6 separate regions of the Mus musculus genome follow, and regions 1, 2, 3, 4 and 5 are each linked to region 6. The links are chromatin contacts, called in public HiChIP or PLAC-seq and promoter capture Hi-C maps. All regions are on one chromosome and are shown on one strand. The core of a region is the stretch at or near the end of the contact, and the rest is flanking DNA. Distances in the headings are between cores, read along the strand shown. Region 1 holds the start of Tyk2 (tyrosine kinase 2). Region 2 holds the start of Mrpl4 (mitochondrial ribosomal protein L4). Region 3 holds the start of Fdx2 (ferredoxin 2). Region 4 holds the start of Raver1 (ribonucleoprotein, PTB-binding 1). Region 5 holds the start of S1pr2 (sphingosine-1-phosphate receptor 2). Region 6 holds the start of Qtrt1 (queuine tRNA-ribosyltransferase catalytic subunit 1).

The links. Promoter capture Hi-C pulls out the DNA fragments that hold promoters and counts their contacts. HiChIP or PLAC-seq counts read pairs in DNA pulled down with a chosen protein or histone mark. Capture Hi-C pulls out chosen DNA fragments and counts their contacts.
Region 1: a contact with region 6 is called in a promoter capture Hi-C map of hippocampal neurons, with 2.4 times the contacts expected there. The contact joins the promoter of Tyk2 here to the promoter of Qtrt1 in region 6. A contact is called at or near these places in 7 of 39 promoter capture datasets (the C10 cell line, cranial neural crest, embryonic stem cells and 4 more), 1 of 15 datasets of contacts at CTCF or cohesin (large pre-B cells), 1 of 484 Hi-C or Micro-C datasets (CD4 T cells), 6 of 115 datasets of contacts at active chromatin or transcription factors (effector CD8 T cells, embryonic hindbrain, embryonic limb bud and 3 more) and 2 of 9 other capture datasets (adipose tissue and liver).
Region 2: an H3K27ac HiChIP or PLAC-seq map of T-cell acute lymphoblastic leukemia shows a contact between it and region 6, with 4 times the contacts expected there. The contact joins the promoter of Mrpl4 here to the promoter of Qtrt1 in region 6. A contact is called at or near these places in 2 of 39 promoter capture datasets (erythroid cells and liver), 1 of 15 datasets of contacts at CTCF or cohesin (large pre-B cells), 2 of 484 Hi-C or Micro-C datasets (CD4 T cells and the G1E-ER4 cell line) and 8 of 115 datasets of contacts at active chromatin or transcription factors (the SCID.adh cell line, T-cell acute lymphoblastic leukemia, embryonic stem cells and 5 more).
Region 3: a promoter capture Hi-C map of adipose tissue shows a contact between it and region 6, with 2.6 times the contacts expected there. The contact joins the promoter of Fdx2 here to the promoter of Qtrt1 in region 6. A contact is called at or near these places in 6 of 39 promoter capture datasets (the C10 cell line, cranial neural crest, frontonasal cranial neural crest and 2 more), 1 of 15 datasets of contacts at CTCF or cohesin (the NIH/3T3 cell line), 5 of 484 Hi-C or Micro-C datasets (B cells, Sertoli cells, embryonic stem cells and 2 more), 4 of 115 datasets of contacts at active chromatin or transcription factors (embryonic stem cells, large pre-B cells, neural tube and 1 more) and 2 of 9 other capture datasets (adipose tissue and liver).
Region 4: a promoter capture Hi-C map of liver shows a contact between it and region 6, with 2.8 times the contacts expected there. The contact joins the promoter of Raver1 here to the promoter of Qtrt1 in region 6. A contact is called at or near these places in 6 of 39 promoter capture datasets (the C10 cell line, cranial neural crest, embryonic stem cells and 2 more), 3 of 484 Hi-C or Micro-C datasets (embryonic stem cells and erythroblasts), 2 of 115 datasets of contacts at active chromatin or transcription factors (large pre-B cells and stem cell-derived neural progenitor cells) and 2 of 9 other capture datasets (adipose tissue and liver).
Region 5: a contact with region 6 is called in a promoter capture Hi-C map of liver, with 5 times the contacts expected there. The contact joins the promoter of S1pr2 here to the promoter of Qtrt1 in region 6. A contact is called at or near these places in 7 of 39 promoter capture datasets (cranial neural crest, embryonic stem cells, hippocampal neurons and 3 more), 3 of 115 datasets of contacts at active chromatin or transcription factors (bone marrow-derived macrophages, embryonic stem cells and large pre-B cells) and 2 of 9 other capture datasets (adipose tissue and liver).

What each region holds. Positions count from the first base shown.
Region 1 is chr9:21,129,836-21,132,683 of GRCm38.p6, forward strand. It overlaps Tyk2 (tyrosine kinase 2), which reads right to left and starts at 1,440. Exons shown (of 25, transcript NM_018793.2): 1 at 1,337-1,440.
Region 2 is chr9:21,001,301-21,004,006 of GRCm38.p6, forward strand. Mrpl4 (mitochondrial ribosomal protein L4) reads left to right here and starts at 1,437. Exons shown (of 9, transcript NM_023167.2): 1 at 1,437-1,697; 2 at 1,784-1,850; 3 at 1,954-2,104. The coding sequence starts at 1,641.
Region 3 is chr9:21,072,252-21,075,185 of GRCm38.p6, forward strand. Fdx2 (ferredoxin 2) reads right to left here and starts at 1,280. Exons shown (of 5, transcript NM_001039824.3): 1 at 1,138-1,280; 2 at 1,013-1,067; 3 at 824-930. The coding sequence starts at 1,255. It overlaps Raver1 (ribonucleoprotein, PTB-binding 1), which reads right to left. Exons shown (of 13, transcript NM_027911.4): 13 at 1,907-2,934. Gm38431 (predicted gene, 38431) reads right to left here. Exons shown (of 17, transcript NR_038081.2): 14 at 1,013-1,067; 15 at 824-930.
Region 4 is chr9:21,090,632-21,093,387 of GRCm38.p6, forward strand. It overlaps Raver1 (ribonucleoprotein, PTB-binding 1), which reads right to left and starts at 1,368. Exons shown (of 13, transcript NM_027911.4): 1 at 1,128-1,368. The coding sequence starts at 1,346. Gm38431 (predicted gene, 38431) reads right to left here and starts at 1,377. Exons shown (of 17, transcript NR_038081.2): 1 at 1,128-1,377.
Region 5 is chr9:20,975,401-20,978,223 of GRCm38.p6, forward strand. S1pr2 (sphingosine-1-phosphate receptor 2) reads right to left here and starts at 1,393. Exons shown (of 2, transcript NM_010333.4): 1 at 1,198-1,393.
Region 6 is chr9:21,410,497-21,413,196 of GRCm38.p6, forward strand. It overlaps Qtrt1 (queuine tRNA-ribosyltransferase catalytic subunit 1), which reads left to right and starts at 1,341. Exons shown (of 10, transcript NM_021888.2): 1 at 1,341-1,601; 2 at 1,737-1,805; 3 at 1,897-2,035. The coding sequence starts at 1,359. Gm16853 (predicted gene, 16853) reads right to left here and starts at 1,224. Exons shown (of 5, transcript NR_045742.1): 1 at 951-1,224.

The DNA of each region.
Region 1 (2,848 bases), core at 190-2,689, 280 kb before region 6:
CAGCTTCGGCCAGAAGTGGACATTAGGTCCTTCCTCTATTACTTTCTACTTTTTAAATGCTTTTTCAAACATGGTTTCTCTGTGTAGCCCTGGATATCCTGGAACTTACTCTGTAGACCAGGCTGGCCTCAACCTCAGAGATCTGCCTGCCTCTGCCTCCCAAGTGCTGGGACTAAAGGAATACACCATGACTGCCTGGCTTCCACACTTATAATAAGTGTGAACATTGTGCCTACATGTTTGTCTGTACCTCATATGTTCCTGGTACCGATGGAGGCCAGAAGATGGGGTAAGATCCCCTGGAACTGGAGTTATATATGGTTGAGAGCTGCCATGTGGGTGCTGGGAACTAAATCTAGGTCCTCTGTGTTAACAGTGACTGTAACCCTGAGTCGTTTCTCCTACTCCTTTACCTTATTTTTTGAGGCATGGTATTACTAAACCAAGGTCACTGTTCTGGCTGGGCTGTCTTGGGAGCCCCTAAGAGCTTCCTGTCTCCATCCCCTAGTGCTGGAGTGACATGCCTGCTGCCACACTCCGGTTTCTGTGAGTGTTGGGATTCAAACTTGGGTCCTTATGTTAGCAGGCACTTTTCCAACTGAGGGAACATCCATTCATCCTTTATGTTATGATTTTGATGTTGGTCCAACAGTGTAGCCCAGGCTATCCTGGAACTCACACTGTAGCTCACACTGGTCTCCAAAGCATGGTGGTCCTTTTGCCTCAGTATTCTAAATGCAGGAATAATGCACTATACTCAACATCACACACACACAATTTTAATTTTGAGGCAGCATTTTACAATAGAGCTCACAGCAATCCCTCTGCCTCTGCCTCCTCAGTGTTGGACTCGGAGGCAGATAGGTCAGCAAGCCCAACCTTGAGCCCACCAGCCTTAGTAATTTATGTGACTGTAGGCGCACCTACATACAGTCAGATCTGCCTGTAAAGGAGGCTGGGGCCAGTGTCTATCTCAAAGGCAAGAGAGAAAGCGTCTGGCACACAGTAAGCGGTTAATAGTTGTGGACCGTATCTATTCCTGTTCAGGGCGCCATCCTGGGGACATGGGCTTTTAAGAGAACTCCCTTCCTCCTTCCTGGATCGTCTCAAAAATTCAGGTTTAGCTTTGAAGACGAAATCCAGGTAGTTTGTACTTGCAGAAACTGCATCTCTCCGCACCGACTGTCCGAAAACTTGCCTACCTATCTGGCCCAGGCAATAACTGCACTGTGCACTCTCCAGGTAACCCACCAGTCTCACTCTGGGGCAGTGTTAATGCAGGCAAGTCCCAAGCCTCCTCGCTGCCAGCTTCCCACAGCGGACCCTCTGCACTCACCGTTTCCGGAGTACTCAGGCTTGGGACCCTGGACCCCGCCCCACTGCCTCGGGGAGCCGCTGGAAGTCCACCGCCTACGCGCCACTTGCCATTGGCTACCTGAAGTGCGCATGCCTTTGGCTGCGGTCCGTCCCACCCAGTTTACGGTCCTACATCCCTATTGGTCATTGTACGAGAACAGCGGCGTTCCGAATGTTGATGGTGAGGGATTATTTTAGTCGTGATTTGTTGGCGTGGCAAGCGGAACTGAGGAGGCCTCTACGATTGGACGTCGAAGGTGAGGGCGGAAACGCAGAGGAGGGCTGCAGGGCCGGGCGGAAAAGTGAGGTCTGTAGGCGAAGGACCTGGAACCCTCATTGCCTAGGCTTCTGCCCGTCGGCCTACACCAGGGTATCGCGGCTGCAGAGTCACCCAGGCTTGAGGCTCCCAGTGCTATCCCTACACATCCAACCTCTCCCATCACCACCCCTTTTAAAATACCGTATCCCAAGCCCCACCCCCCAAGCTTTCCTTGAACAGTCTTTGGTGAATAGGCTGTAGCTCAGTGCTTGCAATTAAGTGTGAAGACACATGCCTGTAGTCTCAGCACTTGAGTGGAAAAGAAAGCTCAGAAGAGATGGCTCAGAGGTTAAGAACACTGACTGCTCTTCCAGAGGTCCTGAGTTCAATTCCCAGCAACCACATGGTGGCTCACAACCATCTGTAATGGGATCCGATGCCCTCTAATGATGTGTCTGAAGACGCGACAGTGTACTCAAATACATAAAATAAATAATTTTTTTAAAAAAAAAGTTCAATGCCATCCTCTCTACTTTGAGTTGGGGCGAGATTTGAGAACGACATAGGCTGTATGAGACCCAGTTTTTGTTTTTGTTTAAAGATTTATTCAAGACGGGCAGTGGTTGCACATGCCTGTAATCCCAGCACTCGGGAGGCAGAGGCAGGCGGATCTCTGAGTTTGAAGCCAGCCTGGTCTACAGAGTGTGTTCTAGGACAGCAAGGACTACACAGAGAAATCCTGTCTCGAGAAACCAAAAAAAAAAAAAAAAAAAAAAATATTCATTGTTATATGTAGGAAGACTGTAGATGTCTTCAGACACACGGGAAGAGAGCATCAGGTCTTGTTAAGGATGTGTGCCACCTTGTGGTTGCCTGGATTTGAACTCCTGTCAATCAGCAGCCTATGCCTCCCTGCCTGTTGCCCATTTCCGAGGCTCTCCAAATATGTTTCCTTTAACTTCATTGACTTTTGTCCCTAGTCCAGATCTATATTAGTACGGTTCCACTCGGCCGGTGCACACCATCCATGAATCAGAAGCAGATTGCAAACTGCTCCAGAGATGATCTACACCGCACCAGACCCAAGCAGCCCTACAAACCAGAAAGCCCTGGACCTGCTAAAAACTAACGTGAGCCCAGGCGCCCAGCAAATGAGACTGTCCCTTCAGCTGGGTCGGCAAATCATACGCTTGTGGTGAATGCCTCACTGCCCTAATTTCCTCCCCTACTCTG
Region 2 (2,706 bases), core at 187-2,686, 410 kb before region 6:
GAGGATTTCAAGATTACATACTGGAGTTCTCTCTCAACAAATAAATAAACCCCATAGGGGCTGGAGAGATGGCTCAGCTGCTAGGGCACCTAAACTGCACAAACATCTTGATCTTTAGCACTAAATAAACCAGCATGGTGGCACATACATATAATCTCAGGACTCTTGAGGTGGGGGGCAGAAGAATCAGAAATTCAGCCGGGCATGGTGGCGCATGCCTTTAATCCCAGCACTCGGGAGGCAGAGGCAGGCGGATTTCTGAGTTCGAAGCCAGCCTGGTCTACAGAGTGAGTTCCAGGACAGCCAGGGCTACACAGAGAAACCCTGTCTCAAAAAAAAAAAAAAAAAAAAAGAATCAGAAATTCAAGGTTACTCTTGACTACACAGAGTTCAAGGCCAGCCAAATCAGACCCCTTCACACACCAAAGAGAGGGGGAGGGAAGATCAGATAAAATTAGATTCACCTGGTCATGTAAGCATAGCGGTGCAGACAACCAGCAATCCAGACCTCCGGAAGCCAGACAGGGAGACTCTGAACTCAAGGTCATCCTTGGCTACACAGAGAAGCCTTGTTTACAAAAGAATAGGATGGCGTTTGAGATGGCTCAGCTGGTTAGGTGGCTTGCCACCAAACTGGATGGCCTGAGTTCTATCCACAGAGTGAAAGGAAATCGCAACTCCCTTGAGTTGTCTTCTTACTTCCACACTCAAACACAAAAATAAATTAAGAAAACTAAAATAGGAGCTGGAGAGATAGCTCTGTGGTTAAGAGCACTGTCTGCTCTTCCCGAGTTCGATTCCCAGCAACCACATGGTGGCTCATAGCCACCTATAATGGGATCTGATGCTCTCTTCAGGCATGCAAACAGAGCACTTATATGTATAAAATAAATAAAATATTTCTTAAAAGTAAAAAATTAAAATACATATATATTGAAAAAGCGAAAAATAGCCACATGACATGGACATGGCACACACCTTTAAAATTTTTTTCTTAATTTCCAGACAGGGTCTCACTCTGAAGTCACTATGTACTATATAGACCAGGCTGGCCTCGAATTGCAGTGTTGCTTCTGAGTGCTAGAATTAAAATCATGCAACACCACGGCCCAGCCCAGCACACATCTTTAGTCTCAGTACTCAGGAATCAGAATCATGTGGATCTCTCTGAGTTCGAGGTCGCCCTGCGCTGCATAGGGTGAGTCAGGAGTGAGACCCTTACTCTAAAAGACAAAAGTCAATTCATATCAATAATGGTAAAGGGAGAGAAAGACACAGGAAAAAAATGTAGGCAAAATACGCAGTGTAGCAGGAGGCTCATCCACGTTCAATAAAAAAGATAAACGCTTATTAGCCAGGTACCGCCCAGGTATGGGCGGACCCTCCATCAATACTTGAGGTTCATTGGTTAAAAGAGAACCGCGTCTCTGGGGTTTGCTTCCCGGCACCCGGCTCTGGCTCTCCGGTGTCGGGGCTTCCGGCTGTCAAGTGGAGCTGATCCACAGCCTCAGGCTTCGGGACCTGGCGCTGATGGCGGCGGAATCGCCTTCGTGACGTACCCGGCGCACATACGACGTCATCAGCCACCGCCGCGAGCGTCCGTACCGCAGCGACCTCGGCGCTGCGAGAGGTCCTCCGAGATGCTGCGGTTGTTCCAGGCCGCTTCCCGGGCCTCGCTTCGACTCTCTGGCTCCCGGGTAGGGCACTGAGCTGAGGTCAAGGCCGGAGGTCAAAGGTTGAGAACCTCCGAGAGCACCTCTAACTCCCGCCTGTCATTTTCCAGGTCATCCACTCTCTAGCGGAAGGCGCGGAGCGGCCGGCCGAGATTTCAGAGCCGCGAGATAGCGCTGGTGAGACGACCGGGACCTTGACACACAGAGTGGGGGGAGATAGCACAGAAGGTACTGAGCTTTGATCCTGACCCTTGACCGCTCATTTGTCACCCCCCGCCAGGTCTCCTAGATCCTGTTTTGCGCAAGTGTGAGCTCCGGATCCCAGTGCACCGGCGTCCGGTGCAAGCCTGGGTCGAGTCTCTCCGAGGCTTTGAGCAGGAGCGCATCGGCCTGGCGGAGCTGCACCCCGACGTGTTTGCAACGGCGCCTCGGTGAGTGCAGGGTGCAATGGGAGGAACTTGCCGTGGTTTCTCCACTTGACAAAAGGGGTGATCAGTTTCGCTGCTACAGGGCTGGAAGGCGAATGACTCAACCCTGCTGTCACCCTGACCTATTACATCCTGCCTTGCTCTCTTGTGCTTGGGTCTCCGTTTTGTCAGACCTCAAGAAGTTAGGTGACAGCCGGGTGGTGGTGGCTCATGCCTTTAATCCCAGCACTTGGGAGATAGAGGCAGGCAGATTTCTGAGTTCGAGGCCAGCCTGGTCTACAAAGTGAGTTCCAGGACAGCCAGGGCTACACAGAGAAACCCTGTCTCAAAAAACAAAAACAAAAACAACAACAACAACAACAACAAAAGAAGTTGTGTGACGACTAGGTAGATTAATCCACAACAGAGAAAATTCTCTAGAAGTGTTTTTTATTAGGGCTGGAGGTGTGCACTGTTAGAGGGCTTGCCTGCATGCACCTTGTCCTGGGTTCCCTTCTATAGCATACACATGTCCTGGTAACCCACACCTCTAACCCCACCAGCACTGTAGAGGTGGAAATAAGAGAATCAAGAAATTAATGGTCAAGGTTGCATAGTGAGTTCCA
Region 3 (2,934 bases), core at 30-2,529, 340 kb before region 6:
AACCTAGTTTTATTTTAGTGTTAATTTAAAGAAAGATTTTTAAGTGTTTCCATGTGTCTCTGTGTGGGTTGTGCATGTGAGTAGGTGCCATGGAGGTGAGGTAGTGTGCCCGGCACTACTGGTACAGAAGGCTGTGAATTGCCTGGCACAGAGCTGGTGGTAGGAAGAGAACACAGGTCTTCTCACAAGCCGTCTGCAGTCTTCAGCACTGGCGACCTTTCCAGTTTCATTATTGCCATCTTACTGGCGTTAGCGCAAAGGTGGTAAAACAGTAGAGACAACCTGTATTCTCAGAACTGAGAAAGCTAAGGCAGTATGATCAGCCAGCAGGTTTAAGGGTAAGTCAGAGACTCTGTCTTAACCATTTTGGCACTAAAGAGGTGGAGGCAGGGGCATCACTATTGTGAGTTTGAGCCTAGCCTGGTTATATAGCTGATTTCAGAACAGCCTGAATAACATGGACTCCATCTCAGTTCTTCCCATCCCACCTATTTGGTGATATGGTAGGCAGCACATGCCTGTAGTCTCAGGACTCAGGAAGTGGAGGCAGTAGGTTCACTGCAATGAGTTGGAGGCTAGCCGGGATTACATACTTAAGTTCCTGGACAGCCTGATTCACAGAGTGAGATCGGACCCACCCATACACCACCTAAACAAAAGTATTGGATTGTGGTAGTGCACACCAGGTCCCAGGAGGGTCAGCAGTTCAAAGTCATCCTCTGATACATAGTAAGTTCGAGGCGAGCCTGAGCTATAGGAAACCTCTCAAAATTACAAAAAGGTATAAGAATGCCAAGGATCTCCCTAGTTTCATATGACCTACCTTCCAGGTCCACCCCGTGGCGCTGGGCCAGGTATAGAACATTGTCCCCGACTTTGCCCCTCACCGGGATCCGCTTGCCAGAGCGGTCCACGAACACCACGTTGACCCTGGGGACAAACAGGGTGCAGGTGCTGAGCCGGAGGCAGGGAGTGGCAGGGAGGGGCAGGGCGTGGCACGAGGGGCACTCACACGTCCCGGGGCAGCTCCGGGCTGTCCGCCGCCTCCTCGCCAGCACGCCGCTCGCCTGGAAACACACGAGTGGGTGAGCGGCTGCGGCCTCGCTGCACGCCGCGGCTCGGCCCAGCCCTATGTACCTGTAGTCCCGAACGTCCTAGATGTTACCGCCGCGTGCCCGGCCCTGGGTCCCCAAGATCCCCCGGCCGCCCGTAACAGGACCCGGGCGCTCACGCCCCGGGCCATGGAGGCGGCCATGATAGGCCACGTGACCGGAAGACCTAGCATGCTCTGCGCGTCCTCAGCGACAGTAAACGCAGCGTTTGGGCGCCGTGTGAGGTCAAAGGTGATGCACTGGGATCTAGCTGGACTTCCGGCCTCGCCCTGTGGTTGGATATTTCTTCCCTTAGGTCGTACTGTATGTGTTCTGCTTATATGTACGTATGTGCACCAAGTGGGTGCCTATGGAGCCCAGAAGAGTTGATGGGTAGTGTGGGGCTGGGAACTAAAACTACGTTCGGCAATTGGGACCAACCTCTGAGTTCTCTAATTTTTAGACAGGATCCCCTAGTCTGGCCTTGATCTCCGAATTCCTTTGCTGGAATTACCGGTTATGTGCAACCAGTATTTAAATTTTGTTTGAGACAGAATCTCTATAGACTGAGAAATTCTTAAGTCTCTAAGCAATTCATATAGACCAGGCTGGCCTCCAAGCCCAACTTAAATTTTTAGGGATTGTGTGTATGAGCCCATCCGTGACATGTGTGTAGGTCAGTGGTCAATCTGCGGGAGTCAGTTCTCTCCTTCCACCATTTGGGGCAGAGGGATAAAACTCAGGCTGTCTGTGTTACCAGAATTCTGAGCTAGTTTGCTGGCCCATGGTTTATATCAAGAACCAGCCAGCTCTGATTTTTTTTTTAAAACCGTTTACTTACAAACTTTAATTCAGCAAAGGTCTATGCAGGGGGTGGGGGTGGGGTGAGGGGGTGAGATACACCCACTGGAGTGGGTTTGGGTTATCATGTTTGGGGAGGGAGGCTGGTGGTGGCTCAGCTGGCTAAGGGCAGAGCCCCTAGGTCCCCCTCACATGGACAGAGAGGAGGCCTGCTCCAGTGATCCAGCCTGGGGATGGTAATGACCTGGGTTTGAAAGAACATGGTAGAGGCCCAGTGGCCTGGGTACAATGGTCACCTTTCACAGACAGCAGGGGAGACTGTTGAAGCCAGCAGAAAATACTGGTCTCTGCATCCAGGCTTTGGGCAAAAGGGGTGGTTTGCCAAGATCAAGGCTTTAGCCTTCTGTCCACAGGGCAGACACCTGGAGAAAGGATGAACCCTAGGCCAGAGCTCTTTGGTCCTGAGCGGAGCTTTTGGAGCTCCGCATCTGTGAGGCTCTGACCCAGCAGGACCTGTGGCCCAACTTTAAGGCATCAGAAGGCAAGGATACTGGGGCAGGGGCTGGAGATCTTGGGGCTTAGGGTACTGGCCAGAATAGGCAGGCAGGGGCATGAGACAGCTATACCTGCAGCAGATGACTGGGAAGAGAATAGGGTTAAGCTGTTGGAACCTGCACATGTGGAATAGAGCCTGGGCAGGCCAGACCCTGAAGGAATCAATTTGGGGCTTTTCTGGACGGATGGGGGAGTAGATGTGATAATCATCCTGGTTGTTTTAAAAAATAATAAAAATTAGAAAAGGAAATAAAAGTCAATTGTCGAAGTTTAAAAACGGGGACTGTCTCTGATCCTCACAGGTCAGAGACACCTCCAAAGGCACTCAAGAGGCCAGAACACAGGAGTGACGAGGCAGGAGAGGAGGCCTGGAGCTAGGGAGGGAAAGAGAGCAGGTCAGGCCCCTCTCTCTTAAGGCTGCAGGGTTTGGCTCCAGGAGCAAGCCCACAGGTAATGGTGTGGCCCCAGATACCCCACATTCCTTGAG
Region 4 (2,756 bases), core at 118-2,617, 320 kb before region 6:
ACAGGGGGCATGCTACCCAGGGGTACCTGGCCAGGGCTGTCATGACAACAGGGGGCATGCTACCTGACCAGGGACCCCACTCACTTATCTGACCCTACACTGTGTGGGTGCAGGGGCCACCCAAACTCCCTCATGTTGACAGGGCTGCTGTTTTGAATGCTGGCTTCCAGGGCAAGTTGCCTGGCTTCCTTGCACCAAATGACCTGTGTATGAGCCCAAGGAGATAGGGCTGGCAGTTCCAGATATGCAGGACACCATGCACACAAGTGTCTATTCCTTGTCTGGTCCTTTATTGTGTTCCCCAACACCTCTGCAGCTTCACTAGCCATGTGCCTATAGAGCAGGGGGTACTAGGGTGAGCCAGTGAGCAGACAATTTAGCAGCAATCAGAAAGGGCCTATCCCACCACCACCGGGCAGGGCAACAGAGATACCACTTTCTTGGGTCCAAAGAGCATTGCACACCCTGCTCTACATGGGTTCCCAATAGAAGGGCAGTCCCGGCAGACAAGATTAGCCACAGGGAAGTGCCACAGAATACAACCCCCGCCCCCCACCGCGGCATGTTCATGTCGAAAGGAGACTTCATTTTCCCAAATCAATTCTAGTAGGCATTGAGGGATGCAGCTCCAACTTCCGGGTCTACCTCTAAAAGGTGTCGATTATGCTTGATAAGAAAAGCCATGCTCTTAATTCTGAAACTTCCAGATTTGAGCTCCTGTCACCCGAAGGCAGAGGAGGGAAACAACCCTCTGAATATGCATGGGTCAGTTGGAATCTATTTCAATCAATCTATTCACAGTCTCCCGTACATATTTCAGCAGGGCCACAGCTGCCTGCCCCTTCCAACTACCTGCAACCTTCAACCACTTGGCCTCTCCCAAGTCCGATGGTCGCCCCTAGCAACGTCGACCAGCACTTTAAAGTGTTTTCTTTTTTTTCTTTTTCCTAACCATGCCCTTTCCACTTCGTTCTTAATGTTTCACGACCCTGGGAGAGGATATGACACTGGGGAGAGCCCCCACTCACAGCAGCGTTGGTACCGCCCGGTTTCCACCCCCCCGCCCGCGTGCGCGCGCACGCGCACCGTGGTGTTTCCCGCCACGCTCTCACCCCCACCCCCCATACCTGGTTGGTCACGTCCCCCGGGAGGCCTCGGATCAGTATCTTGCGGCGGTTACGGAACTGGCGCTCAGTGTGTTCCAGGCGTTTCCGGATCTCTTCCGGATCGAGCGGCGGCAACTCTTGTTCGGGCGCCCGGCGATCGACGGTCTCGGGAGTTTCCGCTTCGGCCTCCGCCTCTGGGCTCAGCGGCGGCCGGTGAGTAACGGACACGTCGGCCGCCATCTTGGGAAACCCGGCGCCTTCTGGGACCAGCGAGCTCAGGGCGGAGCGACATAGAGCGGCAAGGAGGTCGCGTGTAGTGATTGGTTGGTGGAAGCCCCGCCTCTCTCCCGGCCCCTTTCAGCGTATTGGCTAGAACCAGCCCCGCGAGCGTTGCCCCCTTCCCCTGACTCTGGGCCATTGAATAAAAGGGCGGAGCTGCAACATGGAGCCGCCTTACAAGGCAGGATTGAGAATAGGCAGGCGTGAATCCCTAACACCGCCTTAAGAGTTGGTCAGGTGCACACACCTGTAATCTAAGCCCTTTAGAGGGGAAGGCAGATCTTATGATGTCATCCACAGTTACAACGGAAATCAAATTCATGAGGATCCTGTCTCAAAAGAGAAAATGAAACGACAGACAAAAATTAGGTGTACTGATGTACGCATGCAATTCCAGCACTTTAGAAATGGAAGCTGCCAGGCAGTGATGGCGCACGCCTTAAATCCCAGCACTTGGGAGGCAGAAGTAGGTGGATTTCTGAGTTCGAGGCCAGCCTGGTCTACAGAGTGAGTTCCAGGACAGCCAGGGCTACACAGAGACATCCTGTCTCGAAAAACCAAAATGGAAGCTGCAGGACTTGAAGTTCAAAGTCATTCCCTACTATACAACTCAAGTTTGAGATAAACCTGATTCAAAAAAGAAAAACAAACAACCAAATAACAACGACAAATGCTGGCATTATTTTCAGCACTCTGAAGGCCTAAGCAGCCTGGTCTACATAGTAAGTCAGGGTTTCAAAAAACAAAGAAAAAAAGGACTAACTGCTAAGCATGGCAACCCCTGAGTTTCATTTCCAGCAGACTTGGTAGGGGTAGTAGAGATAGACAGCACAGGAAGCAAAAAGTTAAACAGGAGCTGGGGAAGGAACTGGCAAAAGACACAAGGAAGAAAAGATCAGCAGTTTATAATGACAGACATGGATCTCTCTAGCACCAGAAAACTACTTTCAGGAGTCTATGGGCAAGTGCTAATGTGTGTGTGTGTTTGTCTTTCATGACAGGGTTTCTCTGTGGCTGTCCTGGAATAACTTACTCTGTAGACTAGGCTGGCCTTGAACTCACAGAGATCCACCTGCCTCTGCCTCCAGAGAGCTGGGATTAAAGGTGTGCACTATCATGCTGAAAGTTTTATTTTAAAGATTTATTTTTATATTTTTTAATGTGAGTACATTTAATGTGTGTCACTCTCTTCAGACACACCAGAAGACGGCATCGGATCTCATTACAGATGGTTGGGAGCCACCATGTGGTTGCTGGGAATTGAACTCAGGACCTCTGGAAGAGCAGTCAGTGCTCTTAACCACTGAGCCATCTCTCCAGCCCTTGAAGGTTTTATTGATCTGGAACTTGATACGGCCCAATCCTCCTCTC
Region 5 (2,823 bases), core at 143-2,642, 440 kb before region 6:
AAGAGCCTGAAATTGGGGGGCTCGTTCGCATGCAAAGCATGGGGACATCTCCTGGCAGCACCCCTACCCTACCACTATAGGAAGCTGAAGCCGGGCGCGTCTCCTTGGCGACAGTAAGACCCGCCTGGCTCAGGCAGCACTCTCCAGCTCCTTATCAGGCCGAGGAATGCGTGGTATCCACACTCGCTTGCGCTGGGGCGGCGCCATCTCTCTCTCCTGAGACCCCGACACGCGCGCAGGATGTCCCTATCCTGCACAAAGCAACAGGGGGTGGCCACATTTCTGCACCCCACCAGAGGCCCCCCACATCCAGATTCCTGGGGCACTGGAGAGAGTAACTACAGCTACTTCATTCCCTCCCCCCCCCTCAGTGATGCTCCCATGTTGCCCCGCAGGGGACAGTAGGCTCTGCGGGTGTCGCCTCGGGCATCTAACAACAAGGATAGGGACGGGGGTGGGGAGGTGGAAATCCCCGGGTGAGTCAACCCATGCTCTAGAGGGGGGCGAGGTCCCAACGCCGTGTAGCCCGCGACAACGCGGACTCCACGCCACGCGTGCCTTCCTTCACTCCTACGCCCCATCCCTGAGCTAGGAAAAGGAGACACCTGGACTTTGCAGTTAATGTCCCTTTCCTTCGATACAAAGTGATTCTTCCGAAAGAGAGACTGAAAGAGAGGGGCAACTAACTGGAAACTGAGGCAAAAAACTAGTCTCACAGGCGGTGGGGCGACGGCCTTCGCCGGGGACCCCGCCCATGAACTCTGAAAGCTTTCCCCGCTCGCTCGTCCGTAGCACCTTTCATCCTAGCCGGAGACAGAGAAGAAGGGATGCTGCACCTCTCCCCAACAACCTCACTGCCCCAAACCCTGCTTCCTGAGAACCCCCATCCAGTCTTGCAAAGTCTCCAGCTCAAAGCGCTCGGATTCCGCCTTTCTCTTCAGCGCCAACTTCCTGCCCGAAGGAAGGCGGGGAGCTCAGTCTGGGGGTGCGCCACTGAGTAGGTGGCGAGCTGCCTGGAGTAGTGGGCAGGGGCGCATGGTAGATGATCTGTTCCCTCGGTGCAGCAGAGCCTGGAGCAGCGCGTGCAACGCCTGTACGAGCGCCTGACCCCGGACCGGGCCCCCCAGCTGGGATCTCAGGGTCTCCGTGAACCGCGGCCGCCCAGATCGGAACCTCCCCTCTGCCCCGCGCGCTCACCTGGCTAGGCCGGCCGGGGTCCCTGCCCTGGCCTGAGTGGCCTTGGCGTCTGCGCCCCGGGACAGCCAGTGGTTGGTTTTGGAGACTGTTGGCTGTGCTCGGTCTATGTCCCGGAGTTGGGGACCCAGGACAAGAGAGAGGCGGGCAGAGCCGCTGCCTCCGGCCCCAACTCCCTGCTCGCCCCGCCCTCCTCTCCTCCTCTTTCCGGCGGCGACTTGCAATGAATTCCAGATGTGGCCCGCCAGTTAGCCAGGGCGCGCACGGGGGAAGAGCAGGGCCCCTTTGTCCACACCCCCACACACACACTCCTGCCCTGCTCCTCCCAACCCCCACTCGTGAGAACTGCCGTGGCATGATGTCACGGCCGCGTGACGTCACAGCTCTCTTAACCCAGGTGACCTAGTACTGAAACAACTGTATTCCATTTGGCTTAGCGCCAGGCTAATGCTTGGGACCTGGAAATGGAGGAAATCACACTTACCTACTATGTGAGAACTCAGCAATTCAAGATTAAGCACCTACTATGTGTTTCTACAAGAAATAAATTCCTACACTGTATCATACCCAGCCCCCCAAACAGAAGACTTGGTAAGAACTCCCAGATCCAACTGGGCTTTGTGGCACATATGCCTGTCATTCCAGCATCTGCCACCTGGGAGGTGGGAAGATCAGGAGTTCAGGGTCCTCTTAGCAACCTTAAGCCACTGCCTGCTCAAGACCCTTTCTGAAAAACAACAGGCAGGGATGTGGAGGCAGGTGGTTGAGTGTTTGCCTAGCATGCATCCTCAACACTGCAAAAATATGGAATGGTGGCTTGGGCCTCTAATTCCAAACTTGTGAAGTAGAAGCAGGAGGTTTGTTTTAGAGTTCAAGGCCAATCTGGATCACATGATCCTGTTGGCTCCTTCCCTCCAAACAACTCAGGGTGAAAAAAAAATCCAAAATTAGAGTGAGTGACAGAAGGTCAGCTGTCCAGCTCCACTAGGCAGGGAGGGGAAAGGGCTTGTCTGGAAGCCTGACCTGAGGTCAGTCCCTGGAAGCAAAGTTGGCCTCTGACCTCCACAGGGCACACTGGCATTGCTGCACCTACATTCATTCACTGATACATGTACAATAATAATAAATGCATTTAAAAAAGAATAACAAAACCGGGCGTGGTGGTGCACGCCTTTAATCCCAGCACTCGGGAGGCAGAGGCAGGCGAATTTCTGAGTTCAAGGCCAGCCTGGTCTACAGAGTGAGTTCCAGGAGGCTGTGAGTTGTCAGTGGGTAAGGCCTTGCCTGGGACCCACAAGGTGGAAATTGAGAACCAATTCCTGCAAGTTGTCCTGTGACCTCCAAGGCCTGCTGCTGAGGCACATGCACACACCCACGTACATGTACACACCCACGTGCATGCACGCACATGGGTATAAAGTTAAAATTAATAAATTTTTAAAAGGCGCTAAAGAGGTGCCTCTAATGGTCAAGAGCACTTCCTGCTCTTGCAGAGAACAGAATGTCCCAGCACCCACAGACCTGACAACTTCTGAGTCCAGCCCCAGGGGATCTGACCCTTTCAGCCTCAAGGGCCCGTGTACACACATGCACATACCCACAATTACACATAATTAAAAACAAAAAAAA
Region 6 (2,700 bases), core at 91-2,590:
TCTTACCTGCCTGGTCAGAGGAGGACATCAGATCCACTGGAAATGGAGTTACAGGGGGCTGTGTGTGCTAGGAGTACCATGTCCTCTGGGTACGTGCTCATTAGCCCCTATTTTGATTTTTTTTTGTTTTGTTTTTTTGTTTTTTGAGACAGGGTTTCTCTGTGTAGCTCTGGCTGTCCTGGAACTCACTTTGTAGACCAGGCTGGCCTCGAACTCAGAAATCCGCCTGCCTCTGCCTCCTGAGTGCTGGGATTAAAGGCGTGCGCCACCACGCCCGGCTTTTGATTTTTTTTGTATTTGAGTATACTGCCACTGTTTCAGAAGAAGGCATTGGATCCAATTACAGATGATTGTGAGCCACCATGTGGTCGCTGGGAATTGAACTCAGGACCTCTGGAAGAGCAGTCAGTACTCTTAACCGCTGAGCCATCTCTCCAGCCCTGATTTTTTTTAAAAAATAATTTTATGTGCATTGATGTTTTGCCTGCATGTATGTCAGATTTCGGCATTACAGACAGTTGTGAGCTGCCATGTGGGTGCTGGGAATTGAATCCAGTTCCTCTGGAAGAGCGGTCGGTGCTCTTAACTGCTGAGCCATCAGGTTTTTTTGTTTGTCTGGCTAGGGTTTTTTGTTGTTGTTGCTTTTTGAAACAGGGCTTCTCTATGTAACCCTGGCTGTCCTGGAACTCAGAAATCTGCCTGCCTCTGCCTCCCAAGTGCTGGGATTGCAGTAGTGCCCTACAGTGCCTTTTTTATTGCTTGTTTTTTGAGGTAGTTCACAATATAGCCCTAACTTTCCTGGAGCTTGCTATATAGGCTCACAGAGATCCACCTGCCTCTACCTTTCCTTGTATCAAAGGAGTACAATAACAGGCTTGGCTCCATCTTTTTTTCCCCTCCCTTTTTGTGAGATGAGATCTCTCTGTAGCCCAAGCTGGCAGGAAACTCACTGTGCCGGTGTCGATCTCCAACTGCACATAATCCTTTTTCCTCAGCCTCTGAAATCTTGAGATTCCTGATGAGTTATCATATCCGGCTGTTGTATTTTATACAGCAGAAAAACATGTCTTGGAGTGTTTAAAATACATTTATTGTATGTACGCCCATGCGAATTTGAATGGCTGTCTTGTAGATCCCAGAGACAGGTCATCGGGCTTGGCGCTGTGTATCTTCACTCGGTAAGCCATGGCACTGGGCCTTAGAACGGTGACAGCTATGGGATCTGGAAGTAGAGCACCCAAGCGTGTGGAGGGTGTGGCGTCAGTTGCTATGGTTCCCTATAGCTCTCAGATCACGTGATTCGGGGCACCTCGGCGCTGTCCTCTGTGGTCTCAGGCCACGTGGTTCCGGGACTGAAAATGGCGGCGGTAGGCAGCCCAGGTTCGCTTGAGTCCGCTCCACGAATAATGCGGCTGGTCGCTGAGTGCAGTCGCTCCGGAGCTCGGGCGGGTGAGCTGCGGCTGCCGCATGGAACGGTAGCCACCCCTGTGTTCATGCCTGTGGGTACACAGGCCACCATGAAGGGTATCACCACGGAGCAGCTGGACTCCCTGGGCTGCCGCATCTGCTTGGGCAACACCTACCATCTGGGGCTGAGGCCGGTGTGTGGATTCGATCTGGGGGGTGGGTGGCGAGGGGGTCTTTGGAAAAGTCTGTTGAGTAAGGCCCACAGTGCCGGGGCTCACCCACACCTGGCCGTGGAGCTGCGGGCACCGCTAACTTTTTCTCCCTCACAGGGACCGGAGCTGATCCGGAAAGCCCAGGGTCTTCACGGCTTCATGAATTGGCCCCACAATCTGCTGACGGTGAGTTGGGGTTGCCGCCCTCGGGCGCTGCGTTGAGGTGAGAGGTCCCCAGTCTCAATCTCCTGACAGCTTCGCTGCGGGGTCTCCCCAGGATAGCGGCGGCTTCCAGATGGTGTCCCTCTTCTCCCTGTCCGAGGTGACGGAGGAGGGCGTCCACTTCCGCTCGCCCTACGATGGAGAAGAGACACTTTTGAGCCCAGAGAGGTCGGTGGAGATCCAGAATGCTCTGGGTAAGAGGAGGGCTTCGAACGCCACGTATGGTTTGGATCGTCTTTGAATTTGGACTCTTTCACCTAACGAAAATAAGGATAGCCGGGCGTGGTGGCGCATGCCTTTAATCCCAGCACTCGGGAGGCAGAGGCAGGCAGATTTCTGAGTTCGAGGCCAGCCTGGTCTACAAAGTGAGCTCCAGGACAGCCAGGGCTACACAGAGAAACCCTGTCTCGAAAAACCAAAAAAAAAAAAAAAGAAAAAAAAGAAAAGAAGGATAAAGAATAGGTCCTGTGTTGGGCATGTGCAAGAGTTAATTAGAGTGTTTTGCCAGTGTCCTGGTCTAGATCCTCACTACAGCAAACAAACAAAACAAACACTTTAAAAAGGAGGGTGGGGGGTGGCGCACACCTTTAATCCCAGCACTTGGGAGGCAGAGCCAGGCGGATTTCTGAGTTTGAGGCCAGCCTGGTCTACAAAGTGAGTTCCAGGACAGCCAGGACTACACAGAGAAACCCTGTCTTGAAAACAACAGAGAGAAAAAGTTGGATGTCAAAGCTGGCAGTAGTAGAATTATACCTAAAATCTTGAAGTGTGGGGGTAGGGAGATTGCTGTGAGTGGACAGCCTGGACTGCAGGGCTCAAAGGAAGACACCCTGTCTCAAAGAAAAAAGAAAAAAAAAAA